3 separate regions of the Mus musculus genome follow, and all the other regions are linked to region 1. A link is a contact called in public HiChIP or PLAC-seq and promoter capture Hi-C data. All regions are on one chromosome and are shown on one strand. Each heading gives the region's core, a stretch centred on a gene start, on an enhancer-like site or on the middle of the called end of the contact. The rest is flanking DNA. Distances are from core to core; before and after follow the strand shown. Region 1 holds the start of Pla2g4f (phospholipase A2, group IVF). Region 2 holds the start of Tmem62 (transmembrane protein 62). Region 3 holds the start of AV039307 (expressed sequence AV039307).

Region 1 (2,780 bases), core at 116-2,615:
CTCTGTGATACCCTAGCTGTCTGTCTGTGGCTGTCCTGAAGATCTTCTGCCAGTGAAAAGCATCCAGAACTTGAGTTGAGGCATGTCTGTTGAGGCATGGGGAGATGGCTTCCGAGCAGAGAATATGGTTTAAGCCCAAAAGCACTCAGCCAGCTAGAACTCTGCCCCTCCTTACCCAAAGCCCCAGCTTCAGCCTGGGATCCAGGTGCTGAACTATCCATGTTCAGCAAGGGGGCTGGGCTTAGCCATCTCTGAGTCAGATCTCTTTTACAATCTATCTGAGGTGAAGCAGGTCACCACAGTTACGTCACCTCTGGTTCTGGAATTTCTGGTCTGAGCATGGCCTGTTCGTTTGGGAGTTAATTCACCTTTGTGGATGTCATTGCAGCCTCCAGCTGTGGATGTGTGAGGGAGGGAAGGCAGTAGAGATTACCTGGTCGAGATGGGGGTCTTATCTGGTACCTTAAACTGGTCTCACGATGCTGAGTTCAAGTGAGCCTCCTGCCTGTCCTGGGGTTCTGTGTACCACTACCCTTAGCTATATGAAAGGGTTATGGTTAAAGAGATGAAAAGAGTCTCCTAGGAACTTTTGCTAGCCACTGTCCCTGCCTCGCCACCTAGATGACTGTGGTCCACAGGAAAGGACATGACATGCGGTTGCAGCCGGAGCCTCAAAATGGTCATGGACACTTTAAAGCCTTTATCTCTGGCAGTTTAAGGATAGAGAGGCCTGCCTCTCTTCTGTCCTTATTTACAATACCTGGCCATGCCCCCGCCTCTATGCCTGAAGCACCAGGCACTTCTACCAACCCAGGAAAGGAGTCATGAAATGAATCTTTTCAGGGTGTGGGTGGCTTTGGTACAGACATACCATGACCTTTGTGTTAAGGAAATAACTGAGGGAGGCCAAAAGAGACAATAAATGTCAGTGATTCCCCATAAAAACCCGAGCCAGAGATTTCTGTTTCTGCTTAAGAGCTGTGGAGAAAGTGGGACTTGAAGGAGAGATGGTGTGGGGCTTTCTGGCAGCTAGATGAGGTTAGCCCTGATTATAGTACCTCCTGACTTCTGCTAATGGCAGACTAGTTGGAAACAAGAATATCTGGGCTCTTGCCCTACCCATACATGGCAAGGGATGGGAGTGGTGTCTGTTTTTCACAACTAGTTCAGCTAAGCAGGGCCTGAGTTGGAGACCAGAGAGCTAAGCAGGACCCCAAGAGTCTCTTGGAAAGGGAGCAACTTGCCTATTGCCTAGGGAAAGCAGGCTCCACTCATTTCCTGGAGCACTTCAAACCCCTCCTGGAGCACTTCAAACCCCTCCTCCAGCCCCGGTGCCTCAGCCTAGCAGTGGCTCCACCCTTCCCACTCCTGTGCTACTTGTCAGACCTGAGCGACAGTGAATATAGCCAGAGAAAGGGTGGCTCTGGGAAACAGGCAAGCTCCCTACTGGGACCTGAGCTGCTACTGCTGGCCATGCCCTGGACTCTCCAGCCAAAGTGGCTGGCAGGCAAGGGACTTCCCCTTCTTGGAGCCATACTGCTACGGAAGACAGAAAAGAGCGAACCACAATGGAAGCATAGGCGGGTAATGTACTGATCTCACTTGGGAAAAGCTGGCTGGAGTCCTGGGAGATGGCTGGCACCCCGTGGGGACTAAGCCAGCCATTGCACTGGGGTTTGATTTAGGGTGGAACATACCACAGACAACCTGGAAAAGCTCAAACTAGAGAGACAGGCCAAGGCCTCCAAAAAGAAATGATGGCGGCCTGAGACCATTGCCTGTGGTTGGTTTGCCAGGAATGCACTAGTCTAGCTGTATAACCATTGTGGAGAGAAGGGAGAAGGGTTTGTTGGGTTTTCAGGGGGTAGATTAACACCCAGAAGGCTGCAATCTGGCATCATCATTTTTGTTTTGTTTTGTTTTGAGCTCAGTCTTCAATCTAGTGACTTATCAGACCAGAACAAGCTAGGAGACTTGGCTTCCCCTCCCCTTGCCCATTCCTGCCTCTGGTTGGTCTTTCAGCCCCTGCATGGAAGCTGGTGGGTGCAGTGGGTTCTGGCTTTCTCTTTTAGTGTTTGACCTTCTTAAATACATTATCCTAGTGCCCAGGTCACGTCTAGAGGGCAGCTGCAGGCTGACCATTATAAAGCGTACCTAGCTTAGCTGCTCATGGGAACACTAAGAGTTGAGCTGGTCCCCAGATTCCAGGCCCCTCACCAATCCTGACCACCCAGCACCCTGCGCCTTGCAAAAGCTTCCCAGAGCTCCTGGCATAGGAGCATTAGTGACCTGGGCCAGGCAAGTTCTATGGTAAGACAGAGTAGAAACTCAAGCCAGAAAACACTTGAGAGAGGAGATCAGGCCAACCCTAGCTTCCTGGAACTGAGTTCCTAGGGTTCTGTTGTTTCAGCAGGAAACCCACCCATACTACGACCTTCAAGTGAAGGTGCTGAGGGCCAGAAACATCCAGCACACAGATAAGTGTGAGTAATCCTTGCTTTGCTCTCTCTCTCTCTCTCTCTCTCTCTCTCTCTCTCTCTCTCTCTCTCTCTCTGTGTCTGTGTGTGTGTGTGTGTGTGTGTGTGTGTGTGTGTGTGTGTGTGTGTGTGTGTGCTCTCTTGGAGTAGGGTGGTAGGGTGGTGTTAATCATTGGAGGGAGGGTACCTTGGTGTGGTGTGGGGTATAGAGGCATGCAGGCACACTGGAGGGGTGAGTTGGGCAGACTTCAGCCTCCTCCTGACTCTAGGAGGCTTTCTGAGGGTGTGTTAGGCCCCGTTGCC
Region 2 (2,780 bases), core at 175-2,674, 660 kb before region 1:
TGCTGTGACCAAGCATTATTTCAGAGCAAAAAACAATCTAGTTTGACCAATGAAATGCTAAAGTTTCTAGGAAGTAAACAGAACACCTGAAGCAGGGACTTATTCATTATCTGAGGACAGATACTTCATCTTAGTAAGAGACATGTTTCAGAAGGGTGAGTGACAGCCGAGCCACCCAAAAAACAGAACACAGAACACAACTCTTTGGAGCTTTTCCTACCCAACCTTTGGGCTCACACGTGCACAGGTTTGAAGAGTCCTCAAACAACTGAAAACATAACCTCCTTGTACAGAAAAATATAAGTCAGCAAAGGAGAGCTTTTGATTCCCGGTTATAGGGCACCCCCTAATATTCAAATTCATCAGGACATCATCACCATCAATACACGCGCACGTGCGCACACACCCACACATAAACACACACACACACAACACAAATATGGCAGACAACATCTGGTCGTAAGCATCACAAGCCTTATTCCTACTGAGAAAAACCTTGAGATGGCAAAGCATTTAGCCTGGATCCTGACTCCATTATCCACCACTTCAAAGGGCTCACTGACGGTCTAGGGCCAGAGTTGCCAACACCCTCAAGCGAATAGCTGCTGCCCATTCTACCATCAGGACCATAGAACACCACCACCGCACCGCACACAGCACAGGAATCCTTCCTACCAGTGGCCAGGACAAGAGCCGGTTGAATGATGTCAATAGTTTCCGAACAGAACTTCTCTAAGGCCAGCGCTCTGCCTGGATCTTGAAATCTGCTCAGGTGAATGTCGGATATCTGTCAAAAGCAGGCATTGGACAGACACGTTATCTGAGTCAGGAAGAGCCGCACCGACACGGGTGGCCCGTCAGCTCTCGGGGAGCGGAAGGGAAAGAAAAAGATGCCCTAACGAACCCCGGGGAAGGAGAGCCGAGCCTCCCGGCGGACTGCGACCGAGGCCCCCTGCTGGGCGAGCCCGCCCCGCGCTGTGCCCTCCCCTGGCCTCCCGCCACTTCACCTGCAGCCCCCAGAAGATGTTGTTGGCTTCCGAGCCCGGGGCGGGGTGCGGCCTCTGGGAGCCTCTGGGCTTCGGCAGCGGCGTAGTCGGCCCAGCCAGGCCGTAGTGCTCCAACAGCAGGGCGGCCACCGCGGCCGCCGCCAGCCCTGCCACCACCCGGACCGCCAGCATTCTCGCCATCTCGGCGCAGCCCCGGAGCGCTCCGGCCCGCACTTCCGGCCTCTGTGGCCTCCCGCCGCCTCCGCAACTCGCCTCAGCCCAGGCCTCCGCGCCGCGGCAGCCCGGTTGCCCGGCGTTTGACAACCTAGTGAGGACCAGGAAGAGCCAAGCGAGGGGGTGGCAGGGAGGCAGCTCGCCACCTGGCTCCACCAGGGTCTGGCATCCCTGACCGTGGTGCGACCTCAGCACCTGTAAAGCGAAGTTAATGACACCTTGCGTGCGTGCGGGGTGCTTGTGAGAATCAAAGTGAGTATCAGGACGCCTCTTAAAGTACAAATGCGACGGGCGGCTCACTCTGGCTCCTTCACGAATAACATAACCCCACAGGATTCCTTATCTTGTGGAAATTATCTTTTTCCTTAATCTGATTTTATATGTACTTGTTATGGTATTGTGGCACTGTAGTATACTTGTAAATTAACTTTTTCTATTGCCTGAAGCAGAATTAGAGTCTAGTCGTGGCCTTAATTTATCAAACCTACTTCTTTATTGTTGGCTTTCAACTCTTTAATATGTGTTGCTATTAAGAATAAACATTTTTATACAAATCGTGCTTTAAACAATATTTCCTTGGGATATATTGTCAGTGTTGTAATTTTTCAATCAGTTCAACATCTCTGGACTGTAATAAGCCATTGATGCAAACAGAAAACATAAGGGAGCATTTCCAGTGTGGTTCCCAGCACCTACATTAGAAGGCTTCTGACCACAAGCGCCAGGGAATACAACGCCCCCTTCTGTTCTCTATAGAGAATGCACTGGGTTGCATAAACCCACTTTCAGACACACATATAATTAGTACAAAAATAAAATATTTTTAGGTGGGTGTGATGGCACACACTTTTAATGCCAGCATTTGGGAAACAAACGCAGGAAGATTTCTGTGAGTTCGAGGCCAGCTTGGTCTACATAATGAGTTTCAGGACAGCTGGGACTATGTAGAGAGACCCTATCCCCCCAAAAAATTAATTACAATTTTTAAAAAGATTTACATGTTGATTTTATGTATGTGAGTACACAGTCACCCTCTTCAGACTCACCAGAAGAGGGCATCCGATCCCATTACAGATGGTTGTGAGCCACCATGTGGTTATGGGAATTGAACTCAGGATCTCTGGAAGGGCAGTCAGGGCTCTTAACTGCTGAGCCATCTCTCCAGCCCCTACAAAATATTTTTTAGAATCTTTATTGTTATCATATGGGTATGAGTATCTTGCCTGCATGTATGTCTGTGTACCATGTGTGTGAATTGCCCATGGAGGACAGAAGAGGGCACTGAATCCCTTCGCACTGGAGTTGCAGACTGTTGTGAAGGACTATGTAAGTGCTGAGAGCGGAATCTCAATCCTCTGTAAGAGCCACAAGTACTCTTAACCACTGAGGCACTTCTTCAGCCCTTAAAAATAAAATGTTAAAAAAATTTAACTGTAAAAGGAAAATAAAGATACTAGAAACAATTCACAATACAAACCTTTAAAATAAGCCAAGCTTAGTGGCTCAAGCCTTTAATTCAGCACATGGAGACAGAGACAGGATGATCTCTGAGTTAGAGGC
Region 3 (2,780 bases), core at 136-2,635, 540 kb before region 1:
CAAAAAACTGAGGCTATTCAGGGCTTCATGGGGGCTACAGCCTATCTTTAAAAGAAAACAATGAAGATTCCACAATGAAACCCATTTGTATCTTAACCTAATTTTTAAATTCTACCTGTTTTTGTAGCACATGTCTGTATTGAATAATGGGGGAAAAAAGCATTTTCCAACTTTCATCAATAGAAACAAAACAATCTGGCAACGCCTTCATGTTTGAATAGAACAAGATGACCTCACCATCAGTTGTCTTTTGTTTTGGTTTCTGTCCAAGAGTCTGCACATGACAGGCAGTAAGGATGTCTCCTGCTTGTAAAGGAATATAAAGAGGATGGTAGTTCCTTAACAGTAAGAACACTTTTGTCACCTAAGAAAATATTTGAAAGTAAAAGTGAACCTTTGAGCCGGGTGTGGTGGCGCACGCCTTTAATCCCAGCACTCGGGAAGCAGAGGCAGGCAGATTTCTGAGTTCGAGGCCAGCCTGGTCTACAGAGTGAGTTCCAGGACAGCCAGGGATATACAGAGAAACCTTGTCTCGAAAAACAAAAACAAAAACAAAAACAAAAACAAAAAGTGAACCTTTACAATTCATACCATTGCATCCTCTCTGTTCCTGGCAAACTCGTGGCAGTCATTGCAATTGTTAAGGAAAAAAGAACGTTGGGCATACAATATGGAATAGGTCCGCAGTTTGGTTTTGACATCAGTTTTGTGATCTTGGTAAAGTTTATTCTTAATTTTTAATGTCTATATAATGGATAGTAAAGAAAGAAGAGGGACTTACTCTTAGGTTTTGTTTTGTTTTTTTTCACCAAAGAGCTTGGCACATTCAACATGAAATACGTCTCCCATACAGCCTCGGTGTCCCACCCTTCATAGTTAGTCTTTGTGTGTCTTGAGCCACTCCTGCAAACTCCAAGCTTAGAGTCCCAGACTGGTCCACATGAAAGTTGTTCATTGTCTTTATCAAAAAGCCAATGAAATCTTTTTTCGTGGGTTGTGAATGGGCACTCCCTCGCCAGGCTGACATCTTTGTAACTCCTTTCTTTTCTCCCAATACCTTCGGGTTTCCCGGCCCTAGTTAGCAGCTTAGGTTAGGGGACAGCGCCCATTTCCCAGATCCTGGCAGCTCTAGGTCTGAGCAGGCGAGTAGACCTTAAGCAATGACCCGGCCTCACGATTCTCGACGCGACCGCCTCAGTGACAAAGCATTACCAATTTTCTTCCAAAGGGCCCAACTCTGTGGCCATAAGCACGCTGAGCTAGGAGAACACCTACTGAAGTCGGCTCTCAGAAGCACTGCGCCTTACATCTCTCCTCAGGACAGGCCGGCCGTTGCAGCGGAGGCTGGAACTACGAGTCCCAGAATTCCCAAGCACACGCGCACTGTCATTGTGATGCTCCTTTCCCGGTAACTCGCCCTCTCAGGCAAACCTGAAGATAGCGGCAATTCTCCGGTGGGGGGCGGAGACACTCTCGGCCCAATTCTCCGCCCCCTTCCTGATAGGCAATGGGACTAGCCAACCGACGCCACAGGCTGGGAACGTGCTCTCCAATCAGCACCCGCGGCGGAGAGGTGGGCGGTGCGCGCTGGCAGGGCGGGTGGGCTAGGCTGTGCGGCTTGCGGGGGGGAGAGTAACGTCGGGCCGGGTCAGCGGGCGCTGCAGTAGTCGCCGCAGCGGCGATGGGAGCGGTAGGGACGAGGAGGCGGCGGCGGCAGGAGGAGGAGGAGGAGCAGGGGCTGGCACGAGAGCAGCGGCCCGGGACAATCCGCAGCAATACCCGCAGCCGCTGCCGCCGCCTTTAGACGCGGACGGCATCCGAAGGGACCGCCGGCCGTCTAAGCCGCGCTCCGGTCCCGCCGCAGTGGGCGGCGGGGGATGGGCAGGCGGTGGCGGGCCCGCCTGCTGAGCGGTGACTCCTGCCGGTGCGGACCCTGAGCTAGACCCTCGTCCTCCGTCAGAGATCCTGCGTCCGCCGCGGCCCAGGTAGGACACACCCCCGAGCCCCAGGGCGTCTCCAAGAAGCTTCCCTGCGCCCGCCTCATCCCTCGTTCAGCTCAACCGAGGCGTGGAGGGGAGACTGCCCGAGACCCCTGGGTTTCTTATGCCCACGCCCTGAGGCGACGCCAGACCCAAATTGATCCTCATCCCACAGATCTTTCTGGTTCTGCCCCATTTCCCCGGAGGCTTTGGGTGCCTTCCCTGAACTTGGAGGTTCATGAAGCTGCTTCGTCTGTTTCTGTGGGTGACCCATATATCACTTGTACTCATGACTCTTCTGGCTACCAGGACCGAGCAGAGAGGAGTCTTTTGAAATTATGAGCGTTTCATTCTATCTTGCTTTTCCCACTGTAATGGAAGAGTGACGGGACTACCGAATCTCATTTGTGTGGTAACAAGGAAGGCCGGGACTTTGTAGTATTGAAGTAATGACCAGAGGGATTTGCTTTGACAAAGATGATGCTGTTGATACGCGGGGATGCCAAAAGAGGGACAAAAGAGCCTACATATACGCACTGTCGAGTCAGAGAAGTAAATAATCATGGGGATGCTAGGATACCTGATCCTTAAATGAAGTTCATTTTGTTTCAGTTGTGGCGCTGCCTTAGAGGTAAAAATGACATTGAGTTGTACTTTGCTTTGGATTAAAGTTGATAGGCTTCTCTCCCCTAGCTTTGGAAGCTGTCCTTTAACATTTAAAGAAGACAATTCTATTTTAACCTGTATATGATGGGAAGATGTTATTTAGTAGAATTGAATGTGTGTGAGAGAGTGTATTGT

What was found. Promoter capture Hi-C pulls out the DNA fragments that hold promoters and counts their contacts. HiChIP or PLAC-seq counts read pairs in DNA pulled down with a chosen protein or histone mark.
Region 2: a contact with region 1 is called in an H3K4me3 HiChIP or PLAC-seq map of bone marrow-derived macrophages, with 4 times the contacts expected there. The contact joins the promoter of Tmem62 here to the promoter of Pla2g4f in region 1. A contact is called at or near these places in 2 of 115 datasets of contacts at active chromatin or transcription factors (bone marrow-derived macrophages and embryonic stem cells).
Region 3: a contact with region 1 is called in a promoter capture Hi-C map of embryonic stem cells, with 2.4 times the contacts expected there. The contact joins the promoter of AV039307 here to the promoter of Pla2g4f in region 1. A contact is called at or near these places in 2 of 39 promoter capture datasets (embryonic stem cells and liver) and 1 of 9 other capture datasets (embryonic stem cells).

The regions. Positions count from the first base shown.
Region 1 is chr2:120,312,750-120,315,529 of GRCm38.p6, reverse strand. It overlaps Pla2g4f (phospholipase A2, group IVF), which reads left to right and starts at 1,365. Exons shown (of 20, transcript NM_001363073.1): 1 at 1,365-1,584; 2 at 2,411-2,483. The coding sequence starts at 1,474.
Region 2 is chr2:120,975,706-120,978,485 of GRCm38.p6, reverse strand. It overlaps Tmem62 (transmembrane protein 62), which reads right to left and starts at 1,424. Exons shown (of 14, transcript NM_175285.3): 1 at 1,008-1,424; 2 at 676-787. The coding sequence starts at 1,187.
Region 3 is chr2:120,849,261-120,852,040 of GRCm38.p6, reverse strand. It overlaps AV039307 (expressed sequence AV039307), which reads right to left and starts at 1,385. Exons shown (of 4, transcript NR_038350.1): 1 at 1,276-1,385. It overlaps Ttbk2 (tau tubulin kinase 2), which reads left to right and starts at 1,623. Exons shown (of 16, transcript NM_001024856.2): 1 at 1,623-1,985.